Regions from separate parts of the Mus musculus genome. Here all the other regions are linked to region 2. The links are chromatin contacts, called in public promoter capture Hi-C maps. All regions are on one chromosome and are shown on one strand. The core of a region is the stretch at or near the end of the contact, and the rest is flanking DNA. Distances in the headings are between cores, read along the strand shown.

Region 1 (2,854 bases), core at 308-2,807, 1.2 Mb after region 2:
CACGTCAACTGCTACACAGAGAAACAGAGAGGAAAAGCACTGGGCCCCTACCCACATATTCCATGGCTGTGCACTGAATGGTGGGAGAGTAGTGTCACCAAAGAACCAAAACAACTCAAAACAGTGTGATGTGCAATCTGAGAGTTAATAGAATTGAATAAAGGAAATGTGTTTGCCTCAAACAGGTATTGTAAAAGTATCTTTTATTCACCTGGTATAATTGTCGTCTCCCATCTCTCTGCTAAGCTAGGCCTAGTTCTGGAAGCTTATAGCCTCCATACAATCTTATCTAGGCCTATTATGTTTTCAGACTCTGAGAATTACTGCCGAATAAGCTCACCCTTTCTAGTTCTTTCTGAGCTTGCGCTGGCTGGCTGGTTCAACTCAGCTGTTCTGGCTCAAACTCCTCTCCAAGCTGCCTGATTCATCTGGCTTCTCTCTCAGCCTCTGACTGAATGGTTCTGCATGGCCTCAAACTAAGCCTGACAATCCTCTCTAATCTTCTGGCTGCTTCTTGTTCTTTGGCTCAGTCTGTCTTCACTTATGCATAGCTTGTTTTCTCTATCTGCATCCTCTCTATATATAACTGTCCCAGTAAAAACTGCCCCCAGTCTCTCTCTGCACTACCCCTTAAGTAGCCCATCTTTTCTCCCTGTTCTGGAGAGAGCTGGGCATATCCTATTCTGTCAAATCTTTCTCTGATTCCTCACTTTGTCTGCCATTCAATTAGACATCACTTTCAAACATGGATGCTTCCTTCTACAAACTAATTTTACCTTCATTGTTTGAGATTAAAGATGTGTGCTAAGGGCACACCACAACTAGAAAGGTTCCTCCCACCCACCATCGGTAAATAACACAATCTCGGGGGTTCACAGTGTGACCAAACATCCTGTAACAAGCTACCAACGAGACTGATGTAACTTGTGGCTTTCTTGTTATACAATAAACTTCTATTGTGAGATGACACGACCACGTCCCGGTGTTTTTCTCGGACAATGTGCTCACAGTACAGACACATTTAAAGCATTATTTGAATGGGCTGGAGCTGCCGTACAATGGAGAGATGGGAATATCCATTGTCAATCTACATGATCTTTAGCCCTCTGAACAGCCACTTGCTATTTTTCAATTACACGAGAGCTCTCTTTGCACTTGCGTGTGGTTTTTCTTTCATTTACGCATGGCTCAAGACCTTTTCCAGAATAATCAAGGGCCGCGTGGCATAGCCTTTATTCCTGGAGTCAGCACCCTCACCCCTCCTGCAGCAAGGCAGTTTTCATCTGCAACCTCTCCTTCTATATTCATGTTCCCCCGGCCCTCTGCAGTCACCACAGCCAGCCCGATGTGCACCTCCAGCGAGAAGAACAGACAGCCCCCGCGAGCCCTTCAGTGGTTCACAACTCACCAGTCGCAGAAGCTCTTTCAGTGTATCACTTCCGCTCTGCTCTGAAGCTCCTGGCTTTGTGGAAAGAGTTGGGCAGAAGTGGTCCTGTGCGTTCTGCTTCCGACTCCAGGCCGCTGTGTGAAGTTGGGCGGAAGTTGTCCTGTGCGTTCTGCTTCCGACTCCAGGCCGCTGTGTGAAGTTGGGCGGAATTGGTCCTGTGCGTTCTGCTTCCCACTCCAGGCCGCTGTATGAAGTTGCTGGGCGACAGCGGGTTCTGCTTCTTAGTGAGGTTGTGGGTAGAGCTCTCAGGGGCCGAGGGGTGAGGTGCGTGGTCCTCCGAGTCCTAGTCGGTGTGATGAGGAGAGACTGACGGGAGAGTAGGGCGTCCCCTGCGGAGGGCTCCGGGCTTCACTTCTGTGGCGCACAGACACGCCTTTGGAACCCGCAGGCATGCCGGCCCTTGTAGTTGAGGCTTTTCCGTTCCCGCAGCAGTGGTGCTGAGCGCAGTGGGTGAGTGTGGGGGAAAGGCTTTTATCCTTTTCTCCGTGCACTCAAACGCCTGCTGCGCCCCACGTTGGTGCAAATTTATTTCTTGGGATCCTCGTGGTGAACTCTCGGGCTGGAGATGGTATTCCTGGGACTTTTAAATACGATTGATAAGTTAGCAAGATGTGGCGTTTGGGAAAAAACAAAACAAAAGTGTGAAGTATAGAAATGTATTGTACAGACGTCTTAAGTAAAGTAGGTGTCCCGGGTAAAGGGAGCTCCAAGTGCCTATCTAGAGCACTAGACCTGGAGGTGGGGCTATGCCTCCCTTGCAGAAAGCCTTGAAGAAAATGAGTAAAGTAAGTGCGCACTGGGGTGGCTTGTTGCATTGGGTAGGATCAACACTTTTATGATAGGATTTTCATTTAGAGGATGCTAGTCTAAGCTTTTCGTTGTAAATCTACCATAAAGATGAACAAGTATGGTGGGAACTTGATAGGGTAAAGTGAACTAATTCCTCTCTCTTGTAGGAGATTTGAAAAATTAAACAGTGCTTCCTAGAACCATCAAGAAGGAAAATGGTGAGTATGTATCATAGAATTATTCTAACTGGGTGGTTGGTTGCTTGTTTCTAACCCCTTTGGGTTCCCTGGAGCTGGAGACACAAGCAGATGTGGGTGCTGGGAACTGAACAGGCCCTGCTGCAAAAGCAACAAGTCCTGGTACCTGCCAAGCCTGCCCTCTCAGCCGCCCATTACATGGTTTTTAATTTGTGTGTGTGTGTGTGTGTGTGTGTGTGTGTGTGTGTTTTGGTTTTTTGAGACAGGGTTTCTCTGTGTAGCCCTTGCTGTCGTGGAACTCACTCTGTAGACCAGGCTGGCCTCAAACTCAGAAATCCGCCTGTCTCTGCCTCCCAAGTGCTAGGATTAAAGGCATGTGCCTCCACGACTGGCTGTTTTTTAATTTTTAATGAATATTTTT
Region 2 (3,122 bases), core at 8-2,507:
AAATAAATAAATAAATCTTAAAAAAAAAACCCTAAAACAGTCTTACATAAACACCGTTGAAACATTTTAATTTTGTATATGCAGTGAAATAGGGATTTAAATTCTTTCTCCTTTCGCATGTGAATGTTCAGTATTTTCATTAGTAATTATATTGTACCTACTAATTTTTAATTTTGTATGGGTGTTTTTGTCTGAATGTGTTTATGAACCGCATTCAGGCTTTGGCTTGGTGCTGAAAAAAGTATCTGATTCTTGGGACTAGAGTTACAGGCAGTTTTGAATGCATGCATGGGTGCTGGGACTCAGACTTGAGTCCTCTGGAAGAGTAGCCAGTGCTCTTTGACTACTGGGTCATTTATAGTTGGCTCATTACTATTTACAGAAAAGATTATTTTACTAATGTCTTGTTCTGTGAAGGGTTTTTGATTTAAGTTTTCATTTTTCCCCCTTTACTTATTATAACCTTAATCCTCCTTGAATGCTTGTGCAAGGTCACTGTATTCAAAGGAAGCAGTTTAGGTCTTTCTATGACACAAGGCAACTAGTTTATGCGTTGGAAGGCGCTCCTGCCTACAACTTCAAAACTTTCAGTAGCATTTTAGTTGTCTGTAGCCACCAAGACTTTGTTCTAGCTGGGGGTGTGGTGGCACTTGGGAGGCAGAGGCAAGAGGATCTCTACGAGTTGGAGGCCAGTCTGGTTGACATTGCAATGTTCTATAATAGCCAAGGCTATTAGTGAGACCCTGCCTCAAAACACAAGAACAAAAGATGTGTCCTGAAGGGTCGTCTTTTTGTGCCCCCTCATCTCCCCCGCCCCCAACAGGGTTCTATGTCCTGTCCTGGAACTCACTTTGTAGATGAAGATGGCCACGAACTCACAGAGATCCGGTAGCCTCTGCCTCTATCACCCGGAGTCACGAATGTGGCAACAGCAAGCATGAGGGGCCTATAAAAATACTATACGGGTAATTCACTATATTCAGTGAGGGTTGGTCCGGGCCTCAGAAGCGCGCAAGTCGTCCCACCGGGAGGAGCCTAAGCAGTCAGTTTGACCCCAGACATTCGGCCTGCAGGCAAAGCGCTGGTCTCCCTGAGGGCTGCGGCAGCGGGCCTGATTCTCCCTCCCTCCGAAGTCCTAGCAGTTCTCTTGCTCCAGGCAAGTAGTTTACAACCTGGAGGATTTTAGCCCCCGGCCTTCCTTACGGCGTTTTCCCGCTTCCTTTTCCCGTCTTCGCTAACTCGCCTCTGCGCGCAGCGGAAGTGACGCAAGACGTAGAGGAAGTCCCTGCAGCCGCGGTGTTGTGCTGTAGAGAAGGGACGGATTTGTAAACCTCAGAGTGAGGTTCTGCCTGCCGGAGGCCGCAGTGGTGCGGAGACCCCCGGGTGAATCCACGTCACCATGTCTGACCAGGTACCGGGCCGGGGCCTTAGGGCTCAGGGCCGTCGGCCGCGGGCTGGGGCCCTGGACTGAGGCGCGGGGGAGGGGGCGGCTGGAGAAGGGGGCTGCCCGTGGGGAGGGGGCCGCGAGGGACGCGGGGCGCCTGGCGGAGTCGGGCCAGGCCGCCTGGGACCCCGGGGCTCTGGGTTCCACGCGCCCTCCGCGCCCCTCTCCGAGGCCCCTACCCCCGCGCCACCCGGCGCCGGGGCTCTCTCGACGGCGCCCAGGTTTCTCGCGGGCTCGCAGGGGGCCCAGGCCCGCTCCCTTGTCCCCGAGAGCAAGCTGAGGGGAAAACGACCGTTTCCCTTCGGACGACGGATGGCAGAAACCAGGCCCTAGGCCCAGTTATGTAACGGGAGGGAAATCCCCGACTGGGAGGCTAGGTGGCCCTGAAAAGCAGCTCGACTCCACTTTGGGTTCTTGGTCCCGGAGAGTGGGGGGCGGCCGGGGAGCCGTGTCTGAGGTGACTGGGAGCCCAGAGGACGCTGCTTTTCCGTTGTGTTTGCCTGGAGGGTCCGTCCATCTCTGCACACCTCAGTCTTTTTTTTTTTTTTTTCCTTCCGGGGGTGCGGAACGGTCCGCTCTTTCGCTGTACTTTCCATTTCTTACTCGGGATTGGTCCATCAACTCTCCAGTTCTCAGAGCGCTCAGAATAACCGAGAAACAGCAAACTGTGTATGGAGTGCCACCACCAACAAGCCATTTCGTCTGGGCTTTAACCAGCAGATGCTTGGCACTTTAAAAAAAAATATAGCACGTTTTTTGTTCTTTGATAATCAGATGACGCATTTAGATTATATGCACCCCCAAACCTCTCTTCCAGAAGTTTCTGAACTAATTTTCGAAGAAATAGAGAAAAAAAAAGTTATCCGTGTTGTACAATTGCAGAATATTTGCAGAAAGCTGTCAATTAGTAGTAAAACAGTGTGTCTCGGTTTTGGAATCAAGGATTTGCATGGTATTTGCCTTCAAATAGGAGTGACTCCTTGCCACCTAAATTTTTCTTCATCCTATTTTAGTTACTACCTTTGTGGCTAGTTTTTATATACATAAGGTTTTGGTCTGACTTTGCTTTGGTTTGCTCAGATGACTTAATTTTCAGAGTATTTTTTTTTTAACTTTTTCTTCTTTTGTGATAATTATTCAGTAAACTTTTTCATTCAACTTCACAATGTAGTTGGACTTTTTTAAAAAAAAAATTTGTTGTTGTTGTTTGAGACACGGATTTTCTGTGTAGCCTTGGCTTTCTAGGAACACTCTGTAGACCAGGCTGGCCTCCAATTTATAGAGATCGGCCTGTTTCTGTCTCCTGAGTGCTGGGATAAAAGGCTTGTGCCACCACAGACTGGCCAGGGTGGTTCTATTTTTATAGCCTATCTACACTGTAGACTAATTGTGGCATGGATTTACTTATTAATAATCTGAATTAATCCTCTTTTGGGATAGAAATGACTTTATGAATAATTTGTTTATGACAGTTGTTTACTTAGTTACCAGCTCAGAAAGATCAGCTGTAAATGCTTAAGTCCTGGAACTCTGTAGACCAGGCTGGCCTTGAACTCAGAAATCCCCCACTACCTCCCAAGTGCTGGGATTAAAGGCGTTGCCACCACGCCTGGCCTTTGTTTTTTCTTTTCTTTCTTTCTTTTTTTTTTTTTTTTTTTTCTTTTTTTTTTGGGTTAAT
Region 3 (3,036 bases), core at 2-2,501, 1.7 Mb after region 2:
ATGGGCTTTCTACAGTCCATGATCTAAGAATACATACTACATATTTTAATGTTACAAAAAAAAAAGAAATCTCATTTTGAAGAATATTTCCTGACTCATGCAATAAGAAAATTTACTTTCACTGCCCATATAAAGCTGAAATACAGCACTGCTCAATTCAGTTTCTTTCATTGTCTATGTCTACTTTCACACCACACTAGGAAAGCTGATCGATCAGCTATGCTTAAAATGCAGAATTTTTTTTTTCCCAGATAAGATAGGTGAGGCAAATGCCTACATGTGTCTACGTGGGCATTTGGAGAGAGGACTACTGTTAGGGAAATACTACTTTGAATTGGCTAGCGTCATCCCATGGGTTGGGACTCTATGCTCCCTGCTGTTAGGAACTGATACCTTTGAAACTCAGGGCCAAAATAAACCCTCACTCCTTTAAGTTGTGTGTGTCAGGTCTTTTGGTTACAGTGATTAAAAATACTAAAATGTAAACTATTGACACTGTCTTGGCCAGCGCTCCATTCTCAGAGCCTGGTCTCTATCCTGTGAGAAATCACGGCAGCTTGAACAAACCTTCCCTGTCTCCCAAGACTTTTTAGCTGAAGGGCAGGCTGCCATACTTCTGGCTGGCTTCTTTCCTAAGACCTGTAAAAGAGGACTTTAGAATCTAGTAAGGAGCGAAGTGCCCGGAAAACAGGACTGTTTCACTCATCTTGAAATACATAGCCCTATACAGTTGGAAGATTTAAGTGTTATGGGGGTTTTATTAAGAAGAAATTAAATAGTTCTACAAGCGACTTAATACAGTGCTGGGTGTGCAAGAATGTTGAATGGAGGGTTGTCCTCCCTCCTCGGTTTTCCTTCCTGTAACAAGAATAAAACTACCATCTTAATTCTGATGTATGAAATTTCCAAAGATTTAATAAATATTTTTAGAAACCAACCACCATCTTTTACAGGTATAAAGTGTGCCTTGTGGAAAAGCTTTGCACGCCACAAACTATGCAAATGGGTAGATCCAAGTTCTAATATGTTAATGGAGTAGCTTCCCCTGGGGCTGGAAAACATCCTGTTCCACCAGAGGGGCCTAGACTCCGGGAAAATTCAGGAACGTTCTTGGGGCGTGGCCACCGCCGTCCCGTGGGCGGGGCGGGTCCGGGGCGAGGCCTCCCTTTTGGCGCACTGCACGTTGGGACCGCACGGGGGCGCCGCGGGTTGCTCCGCTCTACCAATCGTGGAGCATCCGAGTAGGCGACGGCTTACTTCCGCGTCCGGGCCCGGCTGCGTTGGGCGGCTGCGCCCAGGGACTGGCGGCCGCAGGTCAGTAAGCAGTCGCCGCTCCGCCCGCCGGTGTGGAGGAACCGGGCTCCGGGTGGGTGGCGGGCCCCGAAGCCTTGCGGGGCATCCTGAGGGAGGCCCCGGCCGGCCTCTCTGATGAAACGGGCGCTTTGGGTACCAGGCTTCGTTGTAGACCGAATTGGGGTCCGCTGGCCCAGGAAGACTTTGGCGGGGCCTGGTGATTCCCCATCTTTCCCGGTTTTGTCCAGCCGTGGCGAAGGGGCGTGAGCCCCATGAGCTGTGTTTCTCAAAAGTGTAGTCGGCGCCCGTCCCCACCTCTCAGACTTTGTGAATCAGACCCTGATGTGGCCGGGAGTCTGCCTTTTCAGCAGACATCCTCGACGGTTTGGTGCATCGTGCGGGAACCCTGCCTTCTCACAACAGAGTCCTCAGTGGGTGCATCGAGGAGTGTCATCACGGGGCCTGGCCTTGGGCTGCGGTCCCCAAATGGCAGCTGATAGTCAGTGAAGGGCCTAAACCAGGTGGAAGTTGTGTTAAAGGGATGGTCTGTGGGAGCATCCGTGAGAACCTGAAGCTGGCCCTTCTGGTTCACCTGGCTGCCCTGGGTTGTGACAGGCTCCACTGCTTATTATCAGGCAAGTCTGTGTAGACACCACACACATCAGTGAATTTTTTGCCCCTAGTGTTCTGTGTTAGTAGGGACAGTAAAATTTGTATGATAAAGTTTTTCTATGAATTAGGTAATGTTTCTTCACAGTGTCAGATACACAATAAGCATTCAGTAAATGGAGATTACTAAGAATGGCAGTGCCTTTGCTTTTATTGGGCTTATGGACAAAATAAAAATTAAAAAAAAATAGAGATTTAAACACATGGTGTAAGATCTGTATGAGAGTTTGTTGTGCAGGGGTACCAATTCCGCGCAGAAAGATCTTGCAAGAGATGAATCTTTATGTACGAACATGAGAAAATTCTAGAGAGCAGGTGTCTGTGAACAGTGTGAACCAGTTGGTTGCTCTGCTTCATGATTGGTTAGAGTGCTACTTCCAGGACTTTAAGGCAGCAGGAGGTCACGCCAGTAAGTGTTTTTGGAGGCCTGGACCTTGTTGGGTTCCTAATGAATTTTGTCTATTGTCCTTTTCTCAGATTCATAATGGCATATGGTGAAGTTGGTGTCTGTGGGGAAGGATTTTAGTTGATCATTTAGTAACACTGAATTGGCATGGATTCAGTTGAGTTTAGCAGTAAGTTTTTCACTTACTATGAAAGTGTAGAAGCTGCAGATTTCCAGGGGTGAGGATCTTAAACTTTGTCTTTTAGCCCGTTTCAGATTCCATAGAGAGCTCTTCCCCACAACCTTGTCCGTTTTAAAGCGAAGGAGCTGGATGACAGACAGGGTGTGACCTAAGGATCTAGAGCAGTCTGTAGAAATAGAATTCAGTTTTGGACATTTTATTTGTTTTTGTGTACATGGGTGTTTTGCCTGCCTTGTTTCTGTGTGCTGTAGATGGGCAGTGCCCCTAGAGACTGGAAGAGGTTATCAGATCACCGGAGTCACAGACTATCATTGTAAGGCATATGGTACTGAGAATTAAACCTGGGTCTTTTGTAAAAATAGCCATGTTTTCTTAACCACTTAGCCATCTCTCTAGCCCTTGGCATAAATAGAATTCTGATCTCAGTTAATGATATATTACTTAATTATATAGTTAACTACAATGTAATGATTCCAGTTATCCTTAA
Region 4 (3,095 bases), core at 233-2,732, 1.1 Mb after region 2:
ACTATAAAAGGAAATATGTTTTGAGACTCAATTGCATTTTCACTTCCTGGGTTTTTTGTTGTTAATTTGTTTTGGTTTTGGAGGTGATGGTGGTTTTTTGTTTTTATTTATTTATTTATTTTTTGAGTCAGGGTTTCTCTGTGTAGCCCTGGCTGTCCTAGAACTTACTCTGCAGACCAGGCTGGCCTTAAACTCAGAGAGATCTTCCTGCTTCTACCTTTTTGCTAGGATTAAGAGTGTGCATCACCACACCTGGCTTTCTTTGAGGGTTTTTAAGACAGAGAAAAAGAAATTGATTAAAATGTACAAGAATTTTGGTAATTCTCAAGAATGCTGGAACTTTTATATTACATATATAACTTATTTTAAAATAAAACAAGTTTGTAATAATGTTTTTAAATAGTTTAATAATAAAAATGTATTTATTAGGGCAGATAAAATTGTTCAGTTATTAACGGTGCTTGCCCTGCAAGCCTGGTGATCTGAACCCAAGTGAAGGTGGATAAAGAAAACCAATTCCACGAAATTGTCCTCTGCCCTCTACACATACAGCAGACACGCAGTAACACTCATAAAACTCCAAGTGCGCCTGCTTGTTAGAGTTTTAAATTAAAGAAAGACTCTAAGCTTTAAGATAGTGCCTGTGATTTCTGTGTAATCATCGTTCATTACATTGAAACAACATTTCAGTATATACAGTAGCAGTAGATTCTCTTGCATGGTGGCTTTTTATGTTATCACCGTCTATGGCCATACTGCTTGGCATCAGCTGTGCATGAAGCAGCACTCAAAGCTAGCACTAAGTCTCTCGGTCTCCTGTCCTAACTACTTAGATGAACCCATTTCATACAAATATTTCTGAATATTTTGAATCTTTATACTAATTATAGGTCAATTATTAAGAGGTAAATGAATATGATCTAAAATGTTTATGTTCAAGGTACAAATACTCAGTTCTTTTGACGGGATTGAGAGAAGTAGTGTCAGTTGCTATTATTTTTAGTAAATATATTTCCACATGGCTTTGCATGATGATTAAATATTAAATTGCTGTAGATATTTACATTTATATGTATATGTAACAAGTTGCCTTTTGCTTTAAGAATAGCCTAATTTGATTCTTTTTTAGAAGTAAAATAACTAATCCATGTGAAGAAATATTGCTAAGAAATATTTTTACTTTTCAGGTGCTATGTTAAGTAAAAGATTGTGTTTAAATATGTACATTTTTATTAGGTAACCTGTATCTCAAATTAGTATTTACATTGTTCTCTAACATTTTACCTTAACTATCACGTTAATATCTGTTTTATAGATTCTTTCTTTCTTTCATTCTGGGAAAAGTATTTTCAGTTTTTGAAAGAAGAAAGCATTAATGTTGAGACTGTTTGATCACACTTTTCAGTAAGAGAATTGGGCTGTCTGGAAACTGCAAGCTCATTGTATCATGTGATTCTCATCCCACAAAAGCTCGAGATGAGAAGGTCCTTTGACTAAGTGCAGTTCCTGTGTGAGATGCACTGCAGTGTGCAGTGCTTCTGTCTCCTACTAAGGACAGAACTGTTAGAGATATGGAGTATAGACACCTACCTTTGCTGCCTCACAGTCAGTACAAATATCACGGAAATGTATGTGAAGGCTGTGTCCATAAGACAGAATGTGGTTGTGAAGTTATTAGGCAGTTGTTGGCAAATTTGGTAGATGTTAAAAAGAAATATAGTGCAAAGCTATATAAATGCAGTTAGCTGTCAAATAGATAATGCACTTCTTTATAATTTAAAAAGGGTCTGGCCTGTAGGCCTAAATGACTTGGTGTAATTCTGGGTAACTGAGATTAGAAGAGAACCCCTTTATACAATATGTTTTGTATAATAGGTTAAAGAAAAACGAGGAAGGGGTTTTGTTTAAAATACATAGATATGGTGACTTTCAATGGATATAGTGTGGTTTTAAAGTATTATATTTTAGTTTTTTATGCCTTAGATGTTGATAGTTTACTAGTTAATATTTGTGGACAGTTTTTACAAAACCAGGGCAAATAAAGCCAGGTGAAAGCAAGGAATAGTGTGTTAGAATTCTGTGTAGAGGTTTATTCCCCTAAATTAAAGTACTGAGATCATAGCAAACATTTAACATGAGATTAGGTCAGCGTATTCACAGCTGCTTTTTTATTTAATGTAGCTATAATCTGTCTGATTTATTTTTTAGGTGCTGAGGGTCTAAATGGCGGAGAGGAGTCCTTAAACATGAATGATGCAGATGAAGGATTTTCATCAGGGGCTTCTCTTAGCAGCCAACCACATGGGACCAAACCACCCTCCTCTTCTCAGCGGGGAAGCTTGCGGAAAGTAGCAACTGGGCGTTCCGCCAAAGACAAAGAAACAGCATTAGCCATCAAATCCAATGAGAGCCCTCGAGATTCAGTAGTTGGAAAGCAGTTTGTACAACAACAAGCAGATCTCAGCATAGATTCAGTTGAGCTGACACCGATGAAGAAACACTTGAGCCTGCCTGCAGGCCAGGTGGTGCCAAAAACCAATAGTCTGAGTCTAATCCGGACAGCCAGTGCTTCCTCAAGTAAATCTTTTGACTATGTAAATGGCGGTCAAGCAAGTACCAGCATTGGGGTTGGCACTGAGGGAGTTACTAATCTAGCAGCTACAAATGCTAATCGATATTCAACTATCAGTCTACAAGAAGACCGGCTAGGTCACGCTGGTGAAGGTAAAGAGCTCCTCAGCCCAGGAGCCCCCTTAACCAAGCAGTCTCGATCCCCAAGTTTCAATATGCAGCTAATATCCCAGGTGTAGTTCTGATGCCCCTTGTTCTGCTAACCTTCTACACTGAACATTTCATTGTGCAAGACACGTCATCCCGCATTGTGAAAAGATGTCACTGTCATCAGATTTGACTTAGCTTAGGTATCTCATACTGTATTTTGTATGGAAACAGCAATAAGGTTTTCCTTTCCTTTCTTTTAACCTCTCTACCTATTCCCTTAAATGTGTTTGTGAAGCAGTGTAAAACGTTTGCCTTTTCCATGCCTTCCTTTCTCCTTGGGTGATGTGCAATCCATCGTAGGCTGATCGGTCCCA
Region 5 (2,829 bases), core at 100-2,599, 1.1 Mb after region 2:
ACAAAGCTCAGTCTCACCTCAAACTTGGTATGTAGCCAGGGAAACTTTGAACTCTTACTCCTTCTGTCTCTGTCTCCCAACTGCCAGGAGTACAAGCCTGTGCATCATGCTGGGCTCCTATTTTTAAGAGTATTTCTTTAAAGTCATGTGTGGTGTGTGTGTGTGTGTGGATGTTCATGCAGAGGTCAGAGGGCAACCTAATCCAACTGGTTCTCTCCTCTTCCACAGAATGAGCGAGTTCTACTGCACTGAGGGCTCAACAACAGGAAATTATTTCACCTTTAGAACTGTCCGTTTAAGAACAGAAAAAAAAAAGGATTCAACCATGAATGAACACATAATTATGGAAAATTTAAATGCTATCTGCCTATGTCAGAAGTGAACTCAAAAGTTTGGTGATGATCAACCTTCACTAACGATGGCTTGTTCTATCTAGCACTGGGGAAATGTTGACTTGCTTTCCCTAAGGAAGAAGAATGTTACATCCATTACATATAATTTTACAGTTTATCAGGGATTTTCAAGGGTGTATCTCAAATTTCCCTCATTTAAAAACTGAGATGACCATTAAAATATGGGAAAATACAAATGAACTGCTATTACTTTAGTATCCAATCCTTAATCCTAGGATTATGCAGTAGTCTTGATTTTGTGACTTGCTCTTTTTCACTTAAGCACTGTGTCGTAAACACTTATATTTGGGAAACCGTACTTAAAATACAAGCTTGTGAAGCAACCGTTGCAATTATTTCTTCTAGTTTTAAGTATTTTCGGGTCTGAGCTGTTCTTTACCCTATTCAAATACAACCCAAAAAGCCAGGAGGCGAGGAGTACATTGCATCTGGTAGCGGCGGTTTAAAACATCTCTGGGATTTAACAACCATCGTAATTCTCAAGACATCCTTCATCCGCCTCAACACAGCCCAGCAAGAACCTTGCAGCGGCGCTCCCTAGCTAGATCCCGGATCTTCTCCCGGTCTTATCGGATCCCTTCAGCCCTCTCCACTTCTGCATTCCCTGGATAAAGTTTAGATTATGCGTAATCCAGAAGTCTCCCACCAGCTCCCTAAATTACCTGACAGCAATCTGACCTCCCGGGACACTCAATATTCAACCTTACAGCCGGAGACAACCGGAAACGGACGTTGTTTCCTCTAGTTTCTTACGACAGGAAAATGGGGGAGATGGTAAACGTTCCGGTACTGGCGCAAGGCTCCCAGACAACGTAGAGATGACATGAAGGAGCCTGGAAGTAGAGATTATTTCCCACACTTTGCAGCTGGAGTCTGCTTGAGGTAGAAGATATTGAGGAGAAGGACGATAAAGCCGTGTTTGTCTTGCTCCAGGACGGAATCTTTAGGCGGAGCACCGAGAGGCGGGCCAAAGTCATAGCGCAGCCAATGAGAGCGGTTGTTATTAAGCGCGTGGGCCCACTCAATGAGAAGGCTGGTTGTTATGCTGCAGTTGGCAGGCTGCTGCGGGAGGCGGTGGCGGTGGCGGTGGCGGTAGGAAGCCTGAGGCTGCGGGGTGACAGGTAGGCGGCGGTGCTGTCTTGGGGGGGTTGCGGGGGGGGGGGCGCACGGTGCCGGGTGAAGAGGAATTTCTCCTCCGGCTTCGGACGCCGTAGTCGGGAGCTGACGAAGGTGAAGTGGGAAGGCAGCAGGACTGTTGGATCCGAAGCCCTGCAGACCTGGGAGCAAGCTCGGGAGGGTCGTGAGGAGAAGGCGTCTGCCGAGGCGGCTTGGGGATGAGTGTTGTGGGGCAACTTGGGGCCCTAGCAAGGGCGTTAGGGTGTCGGTGGCGCGGGCTGAGGCGGGAAGGAGGCGGGAGCAAGACACAGGTAGTGAGGGCTGAAGGGATGTCTTGCAAGAAGCCTCAGGTAAGAGAAGGACGTGGTATTGCAGACACCTGCGTGAAATCCTAGGTGTTCTTAGGGCCGTTTGCTGGGATGGGGAGAGGTGCGGAGAAGAAAGATATTTATTGGTGGTCAGCTCTAGAAATTGGTGGTTGTACATTATGTAACCCATGGCAGTTATTTTTCCAAGTAACTCGACTGACCCTGGTAGAAGAAGAGCTCTGCAACCCATTGATGTATCTGAGCACTTTGTTCTTGTTGGCTCCAGCGTTCTCTCTACCGAGGCAGGGTCTGTAGGAGGAGGACAGCGTGAAGGCAAGAGTAGTCACGAAGCGCTTATCCCAAATATGGACTTTGGTTGCGAGACAACACGATGTTAGCTTTAGAGGAATGTTGTCAGATTCGTGTTTTGTAGTACAGGAATTTGCTTTGCGGCTTTAACCTTCAGAAAAGTGGAGAGCCTTTTAAATCTATAGACGAAGATAAATGTAGATTAGAAAATGAACAGTAAATTGGTAGACAACTCGCCCCCAGTGTTAAGGACTGTGAAAATAAGTTGGGAATCTTAGCAGAGGAGTGTCAACTTTTAAGTGATTTCCCTTGTTAAGTCTAGGAAGCTAGTTGTGAGTTATGCCTTAGGCTTAAAAAAATAAGTTCGTTGAATGTCATGGACATAGATAAAATTTATGTACAAATTTAAAACTATTTTGTTTTGAAAAGTCTTTTAAATCCACGGTTTGAATGGTGAAATACAGTCCTAAACAAATCCCTGTCGGCGAATATTGTGGAAGGGCACTTTTATAACTCATTGGAAAAATATCTTTAAAAAGTAGCACTATAAATTATTAAAATGTAAGAGGCCTGAGATGCTGCCGTCAAGTTAGACGATGAGGACAAATGTATCCAGGAAGTATATTGTCTTTCTGGGCTTGTTATTTAACTACATGTTAGAAAAACTTTCTAAGATGTAATCT

What was found. Promoter capture Hi-C pulls out the DNA fragments that hold promoters and counts their contacts.
Region 1: a contact with region 2 is called in a promoter capture Hi-C map of liver, with 7 times the contacts expected there. The contact joins the promoter of Ppil3 here to the promoter of Sumo1 in region 2. A contact is called at or near these places in 7 of 39 promoter capture datasets (the C10 cell line, the HPC-7 cell line, cranial neural crest and 3 more), 1 of 484 Hi-C or Micro-C datasets (B cells), 4 of 115 datasets of contacts at active chromatin or transcription factors (astrocytes, bone marrow-derived macrophages, embryonic stem cells and 1 more) and 2 of 9 other capture datasets (liver and pancreatic islet).
Region 3: a contact with region 2 is called in a promoter capture Hi-C map of pre-B cells, with 2.7 times the contacts expected there. The contact joins the promoter of Kctd18 here to the promoter of Sumo1 in region 2. A contact is called at or near these places in 1 of 39 promoter capture datasets (pre-B cells) and 1 of 9 other capture datasets (liver).
Region 4: a promoter capture Hi-C map of the HPC-7 cell line shows a contact between it and region 2, with 4 times the contacts expected there. The contact joins the enhancer-like site here to the promoter of Sumo1 in region 2. A contact is called at or near these places in 9 of 39 promoter capture datasets (the 3T3-L1 cell line, the C10 cell line, the HPC-7 cell line and 6 more) and 1 of 9 other capture datasets (adipose tissue).
Region 5: a promoter capture Hi-C map of pre-B cells shows a contact between it and region 2, with 6 times the contacts expected there. The contact joins the promoter of Ndufb3 here to the promoter of Sumo1 in region 2. A contact is called at or near these places in 11 of 39 promoter capture datasets (the 3T3-L1 cell line, the HPC-7 cell line, frontonasal cranial neural crest and 7 more), 1 of 484 Hi-C or Micro-C datasets (B cells), 1 of 115 datasets of contacts at active chromatin or transcription factors (astrocytes) and 3 of 9 other capture datasets (adipose tissue, liver and pancreatic islet).

What each region holds. Positions count from the first base shown.
Region 1 is chr1:58,444,189-58,447,042 of GRCm38.p6, reverse strand. Ppil3 (peptidylprolyl isomerase (cyclophilin)-like 3) reads left to right here and starts at 1,557. Exons shown (of 7, transcript NM_001285827.1): 1 at 1,557-1,897; 2 at 2,404-2,454. The coding sequence starts at 2,452. It overlaps Nif3l1 (Ngg1 interacting factor 3-like 1 (S. pombe)), which reads right to left and starts at 1,892. Exons shown (of 7, transcript NM_022988.3): 1 at 1,409-1,892.
Region 2 is chr1:59,668,969-59,672,090 of GRCm38.p6, reverse strand. It overlaps Sumo1 (small ubiquitin-like modifier 1), which reads left to right and starts at 1,257. Exons shown (of 5, transcript NM_009460.2): 1 at 1,257-1,411. The coding sequence starts at 1,400.
Region 3 is chr1:57,968,299-57,971,334 of GRCm38.p6, reverse strand. It overlaps Kctd18 (potassium channel tetramerisation domain containing 18), which reads left to right and starts at 1,251. Exons shown (of 7, transcript NM_001159864.1): 1 at 1,251-1,314.
Region 4 is chr1:58,529,373-58,532,467 of GRCm38.p6, reverse strand. It overlaps Fam126b (family with sequence similarity 126, member B), which reads left to right. Exons shown (of 13, transcript NM_001310598.1): 13 at 2,209-3,095. The coding sequence ends at 2,810. The region is part of intron 2 of Gm15834 (a long non-coding RNA gene); the gene reads right to left. Among named protein-coding and RNA genes, the nearest start is that of Gm15834, 26 kb to the right of the region's middle. Within about 2 kb of position 1,482, at least 3 of the 459 cell types and tissues checked have an H3K27ac peak or open chromatin away from gene starts, as enhancers often do. A contact at or near this core is called in the HPC-7 cell line, where this site is marked.
Region 5 is chr1:58,584,917-58,587,745 of GRCm38.p6, reverse strand. It overlaps Ndufb3 (NADH:ubiquinone oxidoreductase subunit B3), which reads right to left and starts at 1,349. Exons shown (of 3, transcript NM_025597.3): 1 at 1,076-1,349. Fam126b (family with sequence similarity 126, member B) reads left to right here and starts at 1,413. Exons shown (of 13, transcript NM_001310598.1): 1 at 1,413-1,534.